2 separate regions of the Rattus norvegicus genome follow, and region 1 is linked to region 2. Evidence: chromatin contacts called from public Hi-C data. All regions are on one chromosome and are shown on one strand. The core of a region is the stretch at or near the end of the contact, and the rest is flanking DNA. Distances in the headings are between cores, read along the strand shown. Region 1 holds the start of Rreb1 (ras responsive element binding protein 1). Region 2 overlaps Rreb1 (ras responsive element binding protein 1).

What was found. A called contact is a pair of places that touch in the nucleus more often than the background predicts.
Region 1: a contact with region 2 is called in a Hi-C map of psoas muscle, with 1.6 times the contacts expected there. The contact joins the promoter of Rreb1 here to the enhancer-like site in region 2. A contact is called at or near these places in 2 of 12 Hi-C or Micro-C datasets (liver and psoas muscle).

The regions. Positions count from the first base shown.
Region 1 is chr17:27,205,387-27,212,969 of GRCr8, forward strand. It overlaps Rreb1 (ras responsive element binding protein 1), which reads right to left and starts at 2,675. Exons shown (of 12, transcript NM_001107348.2): 1 at 2,358-2,675.
Region 2 is chr17:27,146,504-27,153,614 of GRCr8, forward strand. All of the region lies in intron 1 of Rreb1 (ras responsive element binding protein 1), which reads right to left. Among named protein-coding and RNA genes, the nearest start is that of Rreb1, 58 kb to the right of the region's middle. Within about 2 kb of position 5,673, at least 6 of the 93 cell types and tissues checked have an H3K27ac peak or open chromatin away from gene starts, as enhancers often do. A contact at or near this core is called in liver, where this site is marked.

The DNA of each region.
Region 1 (7,583 bases), core at 1,425-3,924, 56 kb after region 2:
AGCAGATAACCCAATGGGCAGAGGTAAAAACAAAACAAATAAAAAAGCAACTCTAAACCTCTAAACGAGTCCACCCTTGCACGTGTTTGAAGAGTATACTAAACTCTTGCCACAAAAACGCCATGGATTCTGTAAGAGTTTACAGAATTTTCTTAAGAGTTTTAACCAAGACTTTAGACTCCAACCCAGACTTCCGGGTTAAATTACAAACTATACCTGCCTACTCAAGAAAGCATCAAACCTAGAGGATGTTAGAAGACATCAACACATTCTTTTCGTGGCTGTTCGCATTTCTCCACCTTCCACTCCAATTAACTATTGCACAACAACTCACACGCAGACACAGACCACCATATTATCTCAAAATGCAATCTCACAACCAGGGGGATGCACAAGCAACAAGCCTTTGCAGAATCATTTGCAAAAATACTTTGCCAACTTCCAACATCTTTATTCAACAAACTTTTTTCCCATAGGCTTTAACAAGGATATGCTTAGCTCTAAACTCTAAAACAAGACCGAGTGTTGCGTAGTCTAATGATGGAAACCCGAGGGTAAGGTTTTCGACACCCCGACAAAAGTTGCTTTTTATACACCCCCGTATCGGTGTCTACCACCACCACTACCAGCATCCCCCAAAGAAGAAAATCATCTCCGAAATGCCCCGAATGTGTGCTGCTGCTGGCTCTGAAGCCGTGTAGAATTTCGTAATGGAATGTGAACTGCTCGTCCGGATCTGGGCTCACGTTCTATCTCTTAACCAGTAAGGAGCGAGGGAGGGCAAATCTGCTGAGCAAGGAAAAATAACTTTCCTCCTCTTTTATAACCCATCACGGATGCACCGCGGACGAGGGCAGCTAGCAACACGCGGCGCCTGTCAAGCGGTGGAGCCGGAGCCCAGTGGGGTCCCCAGTCCCCTAGACCTCGGCCGGCTGCCCGCGGGTACCGTCGCCGCGCCCCGCACTCACCCGGGGCCAGAGAGCGAGTCACATCCTCGATGCGACCCTGGCCCTGTACAGAAAACACACCGCCTCCCGGGGAGGGGGCCGGCGACGGGAAGGACCTCCCCTGCTCCTTAGCAACCATTAAGGTCGCAGTTTCCTAAGAGACCGCGAACGGGGAGGGGGCGCGGGGAGTTGGGCCTGATGGGGGGCCCGTGCCTCTCGTAGGCGTCGGTGCTTCCCCCGGGGGACACCGGCTTCCCCCACCCTCCTCGTTTGGCTGTGCAGGCCGAGGTGTGAGGAAAAAGCGAAGCCCCAGAACTCCAGAAAAATTGGTCCAGCGGGTGGCGGACAAAAGTTTCCGAGCGCGCTCCACAGCTGGGCGGTGGGGCGGGCGCCGGCCCCGCCTCGGATGCTCCCGGCCTCCTTCCTGTGCTCGTGACGGCGCCGGGCGCGAGCCCCCCCTCCGCGATGCAGGCTCGCCCCACGCCGGGGGCTCCCCCAAAGCTCGTACCCAGCCAGCCTCAGAGTCACCAACAATACGCGTCGGCGCGGCCCGGGTCGCCGCTTCCCCTCCTCCCCAGCGACGGTGGTCGCTCAGAGCCCCGCCGCCAGCCGGGAGCCCGCAGAGGGCGCGGGGCTGCCTGCCGCCCCTCCCGGCCGGCGCCGTCCGCCCGGGAGGATCAAAGTCCGCAGAGCAGGGCGCGGCGGATGCTCCCACCGAGCAGCCCCGAACGCACGGCCCCCGTGCCTGCACCCCGGGTGGGCACCCCCGGATACCTTGCGGCGGCGGACTGGCTCGGTCATCTCCGTGCTTCCCGACCCGAGAGGGACTAGAAAGTATGTAGGAGAAAAGTTTCCCCTCCCACATGGGGGGGAGGATGTCGGGGGAGAGAGGGCGGAAGATGGAGAGCAGCGCTGGGAAGATGTTTCTGGCCCGCGGTGCGCGTACCATCCGAGTCCCGGCAGGGCTGGTTAAAAATAAACTCGGCGGCGCGGGTCGGGCCGGATTCCTGCGCTCGGACGGCTAATATGGATGCGCATCAGGTCCTGCTGGCGGGGCGCAGCGGCGGCTCGCGCTAGGAGCTGGTTGGCAGAGCCGGCAGCTCGGGAAGGGGAAAGGAGCGGAGGAAGGGGAGGAGGAGGAGGAGGAGCGGCCGGGCGCGCAGCCGGAGGGGAGAGGGCTGCCCAGCTCATCCCGGCTCCCCTACCCCACAGCCCCAACCGAGCGCATGCTGCCAGGCGTGGGGTGCGCGGGTCCTTTCTGCCAAACGCCGAGTTTCAGAAGTACACCGCGCTCTGCACACTTCACCCTCCCCATCCCCAAAAAGTTCTTTAAAAGGTCGCTCCGGCAATGCTCCGGGCATCTCGCAGCCACCAGAGTACCGCAAGCGGGGACCCGGGACGCGTACTTACGGCCCGGCAGGGTGCTGGGCTCCCAGGCATGATGCGGTGGGGACCGGTGGGCTTCGGGCTGAGAACGAGGAGACATGCAAACTTGTTCCGGAAAAGGAATCAAAATGGCGTTTCTGGATGTGCAAAGTTCATCAACTCCGCAGTCACTTCCCCTCCTCCTCTTCTCCCATAGGGAGGGAGGTGGGCGAGGAGCTGGCGACCCCGTTGCCCTAGCCGTCTTCCCGGCCCCCGCCTCGGCCCCCCGCCCCGCTTCCTCACCCGCACGCTCGGAGACTCGCTCTCCCCCTCTCACCCTGATAAGTAGACACATCACGTGTTGCTCCTGCGAGTCTCCTAGGGACGTGTTACAGAGCTGCCGCAGCAGCCGCGGCAGAACGAGCTGGGGGAGTCGAGAGGACCGCGGTACCCGGCTGTCTCTGTCGTCACCCCCACCCCAGTTTTAACTAGGCAACCGCAGTTGCCACTATCCTGGGATGAGTGGAGGTGGAGTCCTCACCTCACCCCCTACAGCAGCCCCAAGTTTGCCCCACGCCCTCCTAAGGCGCCCGGGGCCAGGGGCGGGCCCGGCAGCCGGAGGGGAAGGGTCTCGGCCGCTACAGCTGAGCGCAATTCCAACCCACCCAGCGCTCACTGGTGGCCACTATCTCCAGCCACCGCGCCCCCTCCTCTCCAGCCCCTCACGGCCAGTGGCTCTCAGCCCGCGGCTTTCCATCACTTTACAACAGGGTTTGTTTCACTATTTTAACAGAGGCAGAGATGCGGAGAGGAGCTTGGGGGGACGCCTGGGAGGCCCGAGAGAGGGTGGTGTGGTGACGGTGGACCCCAGATCAAGCGCCGCTCCCCTGAATCTGAAAGCGGTGTCTCAACCGCACAGTTCCTTCTGTACGCGGTCCTCGCCCTGCATCCAGGTGGGGCGAGTAGAGGATGGGGCCGGAGATTAAAGAGCAGGCGCTTCACCCCGCCCCCAACCTCTTGCAGTTTCTTTCCCAAGTTGGTCCTTCCCACCAGCGCAGCGACTTAGGAGTGTGCTTCTCTTCTAACAAACCTAAGGGCCCTAGACTTTTATCACGTTGCCTTCTCTCCCACTCTACACATGATGCTTCAGCAGAGGCTGCCTGCCCGCGAGGGGCCTAAGGATGGCGTCTACCGCCACCTTGTCCCCACCCCGCGACGGAATGGCTGGTGCTGTGTCATCCACGTCTCCCTTCAAGGCGTCAGGGAAGCCACATGCAATATCTCTTTCTCTCAGAGGGCTCCTGTTTCAACTGTGAAAAGCGCGGGTCCTCCTGCGAATTTCTCTCCATCCCCGGGGCTCCTGAAGCCAGCACGGTGCCTTGGCCCAAGTTATCACAGAGCCCAGGGAAACCAGGCCTCAGCTGTGCTTCCTCCATAAAGCAGCTGACATGTTTCCAACCAGTAAGCCGGTTTCTACTTAGGTTCCAAAAGGGACTTGTTCTCAGTTTTGGATACATCTTTTGAATAGTTACCTACACACACACACACACACACACACACACACACACACACACACACACACACACACACACACCAATTCTGAAGATAAAAGCACAGAAAATAGGACTGTAGAATTACGCATTCGAGACTACTTAGTTGATGTTATACATGCAGAAAGCTTGCTACACGCTATTTGCTATGACCTTTGCCCTGGCTCCACCCCACGGTCTCCTCTTGGAATGCCTGAACACCCTACAGTTGTAAAGCTCATTATGGGCTTTAATTTGAAACCTTCCTTCTAATGTATTCTAGTTTGGGGACTGACAACAGAAGTGTCTATCTGGGGATTGAATGAACAAATGAAGCCTAGCCAAGAGAGAATTTTCTAGAACTAAAGAAAAGCAGTTGGACCATTACCCCTGACTTGAGATAAGTAGGCTAAACCACAGGCTGGGAGGGAACTGTTTGACTTCCAGTCATCAAAAATAAGTTTTCAGAACCTGTTACTTTTCCCAGGGTCTCCTGTTTACTGAGCAAAACTCTATCTGGTGAAATTTTTAGCAGTGGCATTCCCCCCCCCTCTCCTCCCCCCCCCAAAGTATCCAGGCTGGCCTTGAACTCATTAGCTGAGGATGACCTTGAGCGTATGACCCTAGAATCATTGTTCCCTGTTTGTTATTTGCTAGCAAGTACGCCACCAGCCTTAGCATTACCGCCTTTCTTTCTTTTTTCTTTTCTTTTTCTTTTTGGTTTTGTTTTTTGAGACAGGATCTCACTCTGTAGCTCTGGCTATCCTGGAACTCACGTAGACTAGGCTGGCCCAGAACTCACAGAAATCTACCTGCTTCTGCCTCCCAGGTGTTAAAAAAAAGGATTAAAGGTGTGTGCGCCACACCCAGCAGCTAGCTCCACTCCTCTATGCCTCCTACCACCTCGATCCTGTCTCTCAAATGTTATCAAACATTGTCCTGAGGACTTGTCTGCTGAGGAGGTGATGGGCTGGTTTTAAAACAATAGTTTACATGGCCATACCAGAAATTCTTACTCTTGGGCTTCCAATGTATAAGCTGTCCAAACAGGAGGGTCAGAATGGGCACTCTGAAAATGCTACCTGCTTACTTGTCTCTTGGTGTTTGTTTCATGGTATTTTGTCTGACACTGGCTCTTGTAGACCAGGCTAGCTAGACTCATCCTTCTGTCTTCACTGCCCAGGTGCTGGGATTATAAGTTTAGGACATCAAGCTGGACCAGGAACAGCAACAATATCAAAGTTGGAGTTTTACTTGCCATTTAGTTTATTCTGTAAAATACTTTCAGATGTCCAAAGTGCCATGGATTCTCATGGTAAGTCGCCACCATTTTTATACTATAGATAATTCTGGCAATAGAAGAAAGTCACCTTGAGATTTTTATTATTATTATTCTAATTGGGGCTTAGTAGCTCATGCCTGTAATCCCAATACTCCATGAGTTCCAGGCCAGCCTGGGCTATATTGTAAGAACCTATCTCAAACCAAAGCAAAACACAATAAGCTATTAAAAAGAATTAGCGTCTAATGATTGCTCATTCCCAGCTAATTAATAAACTTGCAAGTCAAAGCTCCTGTTCAAAGGTTTGTTCAAATGTTAATATTCTTTATACAACAAATATTTACCAAACACCTAATAAAAAAGGAAGACTAGGGTTATCACCCACGATGAGATGCTATTTCACAGCCACTAAAATGGCACTAACCAAAAAGTCGTCCAATAAGTAAATGTTGGCGAGGAAGTTGGAGAACGGAAAATGGTGCAGCCATTATGAAAACTATCATGGCAGCTCATTAAAACATAGTGATGGGGCTGGAGAGATGGCTCAGTGGTTAAGAGCATGAACTGCTCTTCCAGAGGTCCAAAGTTCAAATCCCAGCAACCACATGGTGGCTCACAACCACCTGTAATGGGATCCGATGCCCTCTTCTGTTGTATGAAGACAGCAACAGTGTACTTATATATAATAAATAAAATCTTTAAAAAAAACATAGTGACCATAGGATCCAGCAATGTTACTAAATCATATACTAAAAAATGAAAATATATGTATTGCAGGATTAATCATAATAGTTTAGAAGGTAAATAAGAATTTGAAGGTTGTTGAGATGGATCAGAACCTCCACAGTGGAGGGAGAGAACCACTCCACAAAATTATCCTCTGGCCTCCACCTGTGCATCAAAGTCTTTGCACCGAAGCATATGCATTCATGCCTGTACATATGTGAAGACACACACACACACACACACACACACACACGCACACACGCACACACGCACGCACACACACACTAAACAAGTGGAAGTTAGCCAGTCGTGATGGTACACACTTTTAATCCTCGTGCTCAAAGGCAGAGGTGAAATTATTACTACAAGTTCAAAGACAGCTAGCGCTATCTATATAGGCCCTATCTCAAAACAGACAGACAAATAAACAAAATTGGGGAGATGGAGAGATGGCTCAGTGTTTAAGAGCATTAGCTGCTCTTCCAGAAGACCAGATTTCAGCACCCACATCAGGTAGCTCACAACTGTTTATAACTCTGGCACCAGGAGAACTGATGCCCTCTTCTGGCTTCTGAGGGTATCAGCATAGCAGAACATACACATAGACACATACACAGCAAAAGCCCACAAAAAGAGCAATCAGTTGAAATAAATTACACACACACACACACACACACACGCACGCACGCACGCACGCACGCACGCAGCAGAGATAAAAGCAGTATTGCAGCACATAATGAGCCTTGTCCTGTTGTCCTGATAGTAAAGGTTCTAGGATGGATGGATTAAAACAGGAATTGAAGGTGATGGGGCTTAGTTAAATAAGTGAGATTACACACATAGAATTTTTCAGTAACATCCATGAAAAACCTTGGGTACCCAAGGTGGGGAGCAGAGGGAATCTCTTAGAGAAAAGGAAAAAAAAAAAAAGACCTGTCAGGAAAACCTCTAATAGTGGTGAGGAGATTGTAGAAAGGAGGGATGTGGAGATGGAGAAATCACCACCAAGCTTGTGTCTGAGGTGAATAAGAGAAAAACAAAACGAGGAGGGTGGGGAAGCTCTGGAGGTGGGAGCCTATTTGAGATAGAAGGTAATGGAGTAGGTGGCACTGAGAATGGGAATGAATGAGTGGGAAATAGGGCTCTGCCTTCCAATGGATAATGAAGGAAGGGATGTGGGCACTGGGGAAGGCTGCCTGGATGAGGTGGCATCATCTCCTGCCTCTCAAGAGACATGTAGGTGTCTCCCAGGCAGAGAGGAGGAGCCGGGGCACACCAGACAGAGAAGTCTGGGAGCAGCCAGCACAAGGGCACAGACAGAGCCATAACACAAGGTCAACCTCCTGAACTTCAAATACCTCCCTTGGTGACAGCAGCTTGGGAGGGAGGGGGGAGGAGGCTGAAAGATGGGGCTGGAGCAGCAGCCAGGGGGCCCTGCAAACCACTAAGCAAACTTGGACTTCATCCAAGAAAGAGCATAGAGAGGAGGGCAGCCAGCTTCCCTCATGGTACTGTGGAGAATGGTCTGGAAGATGACAAGACGAGACAGGAAGACTCATTAAGAGTTAGTGGGAGAGTTCACCTCAGAGAGAGTAAGAACTCAGTCAGGCACGGTTGCTGAGGTAGAGGGGAGAAAACTGATCCAAGACATTAGGCCACTAGCTGGGCATGGTGGCTGGAGCATTCGTGGGATCCTCAGAGGTTACAGCATGAGGGTTGTTGAGTTCAAGGGAG
Region 2 (7,111 bases), core at 4,423-6,922:
GAAACTAAGAAATGTACAACTAATGCTGCCTTAAGGTAGAGATTACTACAAATGCGGGGACATTGCTTAACATCTTACGACTGAGACTAAATGCATGCCCTGCTCTTTCTGTAGAAGACACAGGAAACATCTTCACATGTGTCCCTCAGGAGTCTGAGAACGTCTGCTCTGGGGTTCCACGGGCTCTGAAAGCGCTAATCTGAGTGTTGGGCCTGGTGTTCAGCACAGAGAAAGGTGGCACACAGCACACTCTGGAGCCACAACTCTTGCTCTCAACTTTGCAGAAACAAAGATTGCAATACAGGGTGAGAACTTAAGCAGAATAGGGGCTGGCATAGAGCTCAGTGAGCCAGCATCTGCCTAGCATGCACAGGAGCTCCAGGTCCTGTGTTCAGCACCACAGAAAGAGGAGAAAAGCCCACAGAAACAAGGAGGCCAAGATGCAGTTGTCTGGAGTTTTCTCATTCTTTCCCTTCTCAGAGCATCTGCAAAAAAGCTGTGTAAGTGAACCACATAGCTATTGTCCAGCATCTCACTTGGAGACAGCTGCAAACAGCCCCCAAGCACCTTGGGCAGGACTGATCTGTGTGAATGAGAACATGCCACCGCACTTCCTGGGTGGATTTTGACACCAAGATTCCTCCAGCAGTTTTCCTGTTTTTATACTTCAAAACTCCATTCTCCATCTTTCTTTATGCTATTCTCTTTGAAAAGTCCTTTGAATTTTAGAGTATTGGGAAAACAAGTAGCAACTTACAGGAAAGGCTCTGAATAAGCCATGGAGACCCTCGTGTCTGGACTACAACACAGCATTCTCCAGGCGAAGAAAAGCACAAATTCCTCCACAGACATATTCATATACTCAACACTTTTGCTCGCTATTAAAATAAGTAATGAGAGATGCCTACCCAGGGGCAGCTGGGTAAGAATCTTTGTTTTACTGTTATGTGACCCACGCTTAAGAGAAAGAATTTGGGATACACATAGCTCAGTGGTAACTATCTGCCCAGCATCCTTTAAAATAGGAACCAAAGGCCTGACATGGTAGCATACACAGAGGTGGGCGGATCTCTGAGTCCAAGGCCAGCCCAGTTAGGCTATATAGTCTCAAATACATAAACAATATCAACTTAGAATTCCTATCCAGGTTCCAGAAATGTCCAAACAAAATGCCCTTGCAGATCGGCCCTACCTATCTAAATGTATTAATGCCTAGAGAGCAATTAAACATTAACAAATGGGCTAGGGTACATAGCTCAGTGACAAAGCATTGGCCTAGTATTCTTGAGGTCTTCGGTCCATCCCTTCCACTTAAACCACTGTGGAAAAAAGGGCTCAAGCTTTCCTTAATTTCCTAGTAATTGGAGGTTGTGGGTATAATTTCCACGGTGGGGTATTTGTCTATAATGCTGAGGCCCTGGGTCCAATGCTTACCACTGAAGAAAAAAATAGTATATCAAGAGTATAAATTTAGAGTCTAGAAAGGAGAGGTCCTCTTATCTTTTGGTAAACTGTCAAGGTCTCCGACTAAAGTACGCTTCAGAGTTGGAGACAAGTGTCAGGAATTAAAAATCTCCAGAATCTAAAGATCCCATTAAAATTTAGACCCACATCCTTCTCTCTCCACTCGACAGTGAAGAAAGAAAGCAAGCCCAAGTAGCTTCCTCACACGCACAAAGAACCAAGGGGAAGGACACACTCCAAGCAAAGGGTCAGGCTGAGACTTGATTCAGAAAGCGGCACCCTCTGACCTAGGATGTAAATGAATTGGATGAGCTGGATTACAAGAGCCACCTCCCTGTTTTGAGCTCCACTGGGTCTAAGGGCGTCATAAAACTTAAAGAATGGAGAAATACAAGGCAGTTTTTCAAAAGGAACTTCAGATTCCCCTAACCTCCATCACCACCAGCCCAGAAAAATGGGGGGATTGGTGGGGATGCCTTTTCTAGTTCTGTCCTAGAAAAGGTGACAAGACTTCCTGCAGCATTTGGGGGTGGGTCTGGGAAGCTGAATATCTGGATTTCCTTCCCAGAAGTCTTGTGCAAAGTCAGAGGCAAGATATCTAACAGAAGGCAGAGGTCTTTCTGGGAGGAGAAAGGGCAGGGGGAGGCCGGCCCCACCTCCAACCCCCCAGATAAGGGACAATGCTATGTAAAGTCAGAAGAAGATTAAGGAGTCTGTCTCCAGGTCTAGGGAGATAGCAAGAGATGTGAAAGGTAAAAGGAAGATAGTTTAAAGTAAACGGTGGCATCCCAGCTCCTGAAGATGAAATCTAAAAAATCTGTCCTCAGGCTGCCATGACATATGGTGTAAGTCGAGATGCCTTGGCCTTTTATACTACTTGACTGAAAACGGTTACAGCGTCAGCCCCTATAATGGCCACAAATACAAGGGATGGTTCATCAGGATGTGTGAAGAGAGAACTGACCTGACCAGACCAGGCCAATACAGAACAACATGCAAAGTAGAAAGAGTAGAAGTTCAGGTATGAGAATGACTGAAGCACTTGACAAGCCACAAAAACATCTAAAGGGTGGGCTGGGCAGAACCTAGTCCGACTAGACGTTCCACCAACTTGAGTCTGCCCACCCCCAAGCCCAAGGCAGACCTGTGTCTGCTAACCGGGAAAGCCTTGTATGTGCTCTGAAGGAGCAGAGATGGTGGCTCTGAGTTCCAGGAAGTTGATGTGTTTCTTGGCTTAGGGGCTAGGTTATGCCTTGGATAGGGTGGCAACGCATGACAGTCACCAGGCCCCACCCCAATGGCACAGACTTTGGTAAAAATGAAGGAGGCTCAAGCTTCATGCGGCCGCATCAACCCCTGCTTAACTGAGCACTGTGGGGGCTACAGAGAACTCTGTATTGCTTCCTTTTGAATAAAAATAGGCTGCTAAGAGACTGGGCGTGTACTCCTGCCTGCTTTGCACAGACCAGGTTTAAGACACAAGCGTGGCGTACAGCAGTGAGGGAGATGGGCATCTGGGGATGGAAGAAAGATACATGATCTTCCTCTTCTTTCAATACACCACGGGAAATGAGCACTCCTCAACTCATCACTCGGAAGCTCTCCAGGCTTTGGGCCAAGTTAGCTCTCTGGCCTTGTCACCCACCAGTACCCATGGCTACCGCTCTACTCAGTTTCTTGCCCCTAAGCGTGCATGGCACCTCCTAATCCTCATGGATCCAGGCCTTTTCATTCCAAACAGTAAGACACATCTAACTCTGCCATCATATTTAATAATAATTTTTTAAAAAGCAGCATCACCATCCAGTGTTATCTCTGGGGATTAACCTTGCTATGCAGACGAAGCAACTACTTAGCGGAGAGACATCATTTGCCCATGAAATACAGGTGACTGGTATACGGGGGAACAAGCTGATGCAATGTTTCTGAACTCTGTTAAGTTTCTCTTGGACAAACTGTGACTCCCGGTGCAGGGCTTGGGAGCACAGGTGCAGTTGTGCTTTCCCTCAATGTTAGCATGAATCACTTCTGCTTTTTCAATCACCCAAGGCCTGGTCTTTCATTTTTCATCTGTATCTGGGCAAGAAAGGAAAGGGAGTGCTCCCCTTCCTCATCTCTGGCCTTGCTCAAAGGAATGAGGCAGGTCTGGCCTTCAAAGGAGGAGAGACATTCACTTGCTGTGCAAAGGGACTCAGGCCTTCATGTTTAGGGAGGCTAAAAGGAAGTCTCACTGCTCAACCTCAATTATTTAATGGTCCGGTCCTATGGAATGGCTGATTCCAACTCATCCATAAACAGGAGAACACAAGTCTTCCAGGTTATGTCTGCTTCCACAGAAACTGTGTATAGGCTTAGGTAAGAGGAGTCCACATTCCTGGGTTGTAGGGCAGATAATTGTGACAAATTAACAAACCAACCAGGTGGGTGTATCAGAATGAGGGGGCAGGTTCTGGAGAGATAGCTCAATGGTGACAGCACTCACTGCTCTTTGCAGAGGATCCTGGTTCAGTTCCCAGTGCCCAGGTAGCGGGGCTCACAACTACCTGTGACTCTAGTTCCAAGGTAGCGGGGCTCACAACAACTTGTGACTCTAGTTCAAGGGATCCAGTAGCCTTTTAAGGCCTCTAAGGGCATCTGCATATACAATACATTCACACATACTCATAAAATAAACATCTCTTTAAAAAAAAAGGAGATGGAGGCTAGTAGTTAGATAGCACAGGTCAAACAGACAAATATAATTTAAAGGAACTCTTACTAATGCTTTTATCAGGACAACAAGAAGTGTTACTGCAGCTGACATGTGAACACTGTTACCTCAAAAGGCACGGGTGCTCCTTCCTCAATCTAATGTGGAGCTCCACTCCAACAAACCCAGAGATGGCTCAAAATGCCTTTCATGGTGTAGATCGACTGAACGCCCAAGCTCAGTAACATACATAGCTCACTGTAGAACATCAGTTGTCTCCAGTCCGAACTGTAGGGGTGAATGGAAACTGTAGCTATCTGACCAGCATCGAGAGAAAGGATTGGACCAGGGCTAATCAGAGAGAAGATCCAAACCCCAAATCCCAAATCTGCATTCTACTGAACGTGTGTTAACTTCACCATGAGCTATCTAAAATCGTGCAAGTTGAAAGTTTTGAGCTGGCAGTTACCTACAGCCTAGCCTTTCACCAGGAATGAAAACTCACGGCCTCTACTTTAAACCTCCATCTCTGTGGGGAGGCCTGGCAGCCATCCTTGGTCGAGTGTATTTAGTCAACCCTGAGAACCAGCTCATGAAGGTCAATAACAAGGTCAAAACACCCCAGGATTTACACCAACAACCTTTGTGAGAGCCACTGGCTTATCAAAGCTCTGAACAAACACGGAGGCACTGAAGCAGAGAGGCAGAATCTACTTCTAACTTTGTGTTTACTACAACTAAATATGAGAAGCCAAAAAGGAAGTCATCTACACTAGTCCTGGTTTCTAGGTCCCTTCGGAGAAACATTTTGGATATAAGCTTCAGACAGGGTAGGCCTAGACTGCAACGCATGGGTGACCATGCAGTCCTGGACCCTACAGGCCACTTCTCTAGCAAATGCTGTTCTTCAAGCCTAAGCTACTCTTTGAAAATTCACTTTGAGACTGGAGCCCTTTGGCCAGGATTTCTGTGGACCTGGACAACCTCCCTGTGCTTTTTTCTCTGCCACTCCTGGGCAATAAGGAATGTGCGGCAAAGGGCAGAGGGGAAGAGAGAAGAGTCTGGGAGCCCGACTACTGCCTCCTATGGCTTTAACACTAGCTTAGGATCCACTGAGGCATGCCTTTTTGTAGGACCTAGAGGAGGAGGGAGGGTGGAAGGAAGAGCGAGGAGAGAACACTCCTTCCATAGCTCAATGCCTGTTCAGCATCCCTTAGGCCCTGGGTTCTATCCCCAGCACCATAACAAAATGTGAACTGCTGGAAAGACAGTCTTGTGGTGCTGGCCGGACTGAACCACATCGCAGTTGTCACTCTTCCTCCCACACCTCTTTCCTTCTCCAAGGGAAGGAGGGAGGCAGCATTTTCCCTCATCACAGGCTCTCTTGGAAGCGCACTGCACTGAAGAAGCGGAGTCCGATCCTTGCAGCTCTTCTCCAGCGAGCATAGCTTACAGACAGTATCTAACAACTGCCAAATCCACAAGGCTGAGATGCAGCTGCCACCTGGCAGCCATTTGTCACCCAGCACCCTCCTCCCCTGGGAGGGGAACACGGTTGGCCCTTGGCACCAGGCTGTGAGAAGAGAGTCCCTGGCCCTTTCCCCAGGCAGGCCAGACTTTCCCTAAACATTGTTTTTCTGCTTGGCTACTAGGTCCTGTAGTCCATTACTTTCTTGCCTAGCTTAGAAGCAGCCTGTATCCTCCTCTACCAAACAGCCTAGGGAAAACAGGGGTAAGAAGTCAAGGTGGTCTGCACCTGTACAAGGAACGCCTGTGTGGACAGGAGAGCAAGAGAGGGACAAACATCCTTGCACACCTGTAGCGCATGGTCACCTGGTTTAGGGTGGAGACTAACCTTGACTCCCACCCTTCCCTACCTCCAGAGCAGTTCTGGCTTATCAGGAAACAACAGGTACAGGAAAGTCTAGGGAGGGGCCTCTGCAGAATACCTGCTGTAGAATTTAAAACTGGGAGAGACAAGACCATGAGTCACAGAAAACAGGATTCAACTTAGGAGAGTATACCAGAAACCTGCTTGTATTCACACATGACACTTCCAGAAAACAGCTGGGGGCATATCCTGAGGCAAAAGCTCTATGTCAGAAATGCAGTAAGCAGTTTATATGTATTTAATCCCCCTGCAAATCCTATATAGTAATGACTATTATCTGCTGGACGGTCCACTGTTCTCGTGGGATGGTGCCACGTCTCCATCCGGGATTCTGTGGCTCCAAGATTCTTGTACTTATCCAGTCACCAGAAAGACCACTGAAAACCCTTCGGTTGAAGGCCTGGGAAACCACGGCATAGAAACACAAGAGCCTGAAGCTAGAGAGACTGAGAAGTAAGAGAATTTCCCGAAACCCAGAGTTGCCTGCAGACGCTCGCTGCAGGACTGGAAGGCCCATGCATTCATCCCACAGGCCCGCCCAGACAAACAGGACGAGTGGAGGAAGGCACTGTGCCGGGACTGGTGATTCTTCAAACCAGGGCTTTGTTTGCTGGGTGGAGGGTACTTCATCCTATGGTTCTGGGTAACAGCTCATCACTGAAGGCTAGCAGGACAGGAACCTGAAAGCAGGAAGCTGACCAGTGGACTGGCTAGCTCTGTTTGGGATTTTAGAAGAAGCAAACACATGTATATTTTACTGTGTAGGGAGGCCAGAAGGCAGCTGGCTCTCTGTCAGTCGTGAGCTTCTGGAATCAAACTCAGGTTTTCATGCTTGGAGGCAAGCACCTGTATTTGCTGAGCCATCTTGCCAACCTTAAACCAGGGATTTGAAAGACAACAGCCATTGGATGGAATGAAGCCCATAAGGTCAATCATAAGCTTGCTTCATCTGCGAATATTCAAATAGAGTAGGTAACCAACTAGACACACAAATATTAAGAAGATAATTTTTAAAAATCTGATCAGACTATGGTTCTTTTGACTGATGGATTACATAGTTCTGAGCC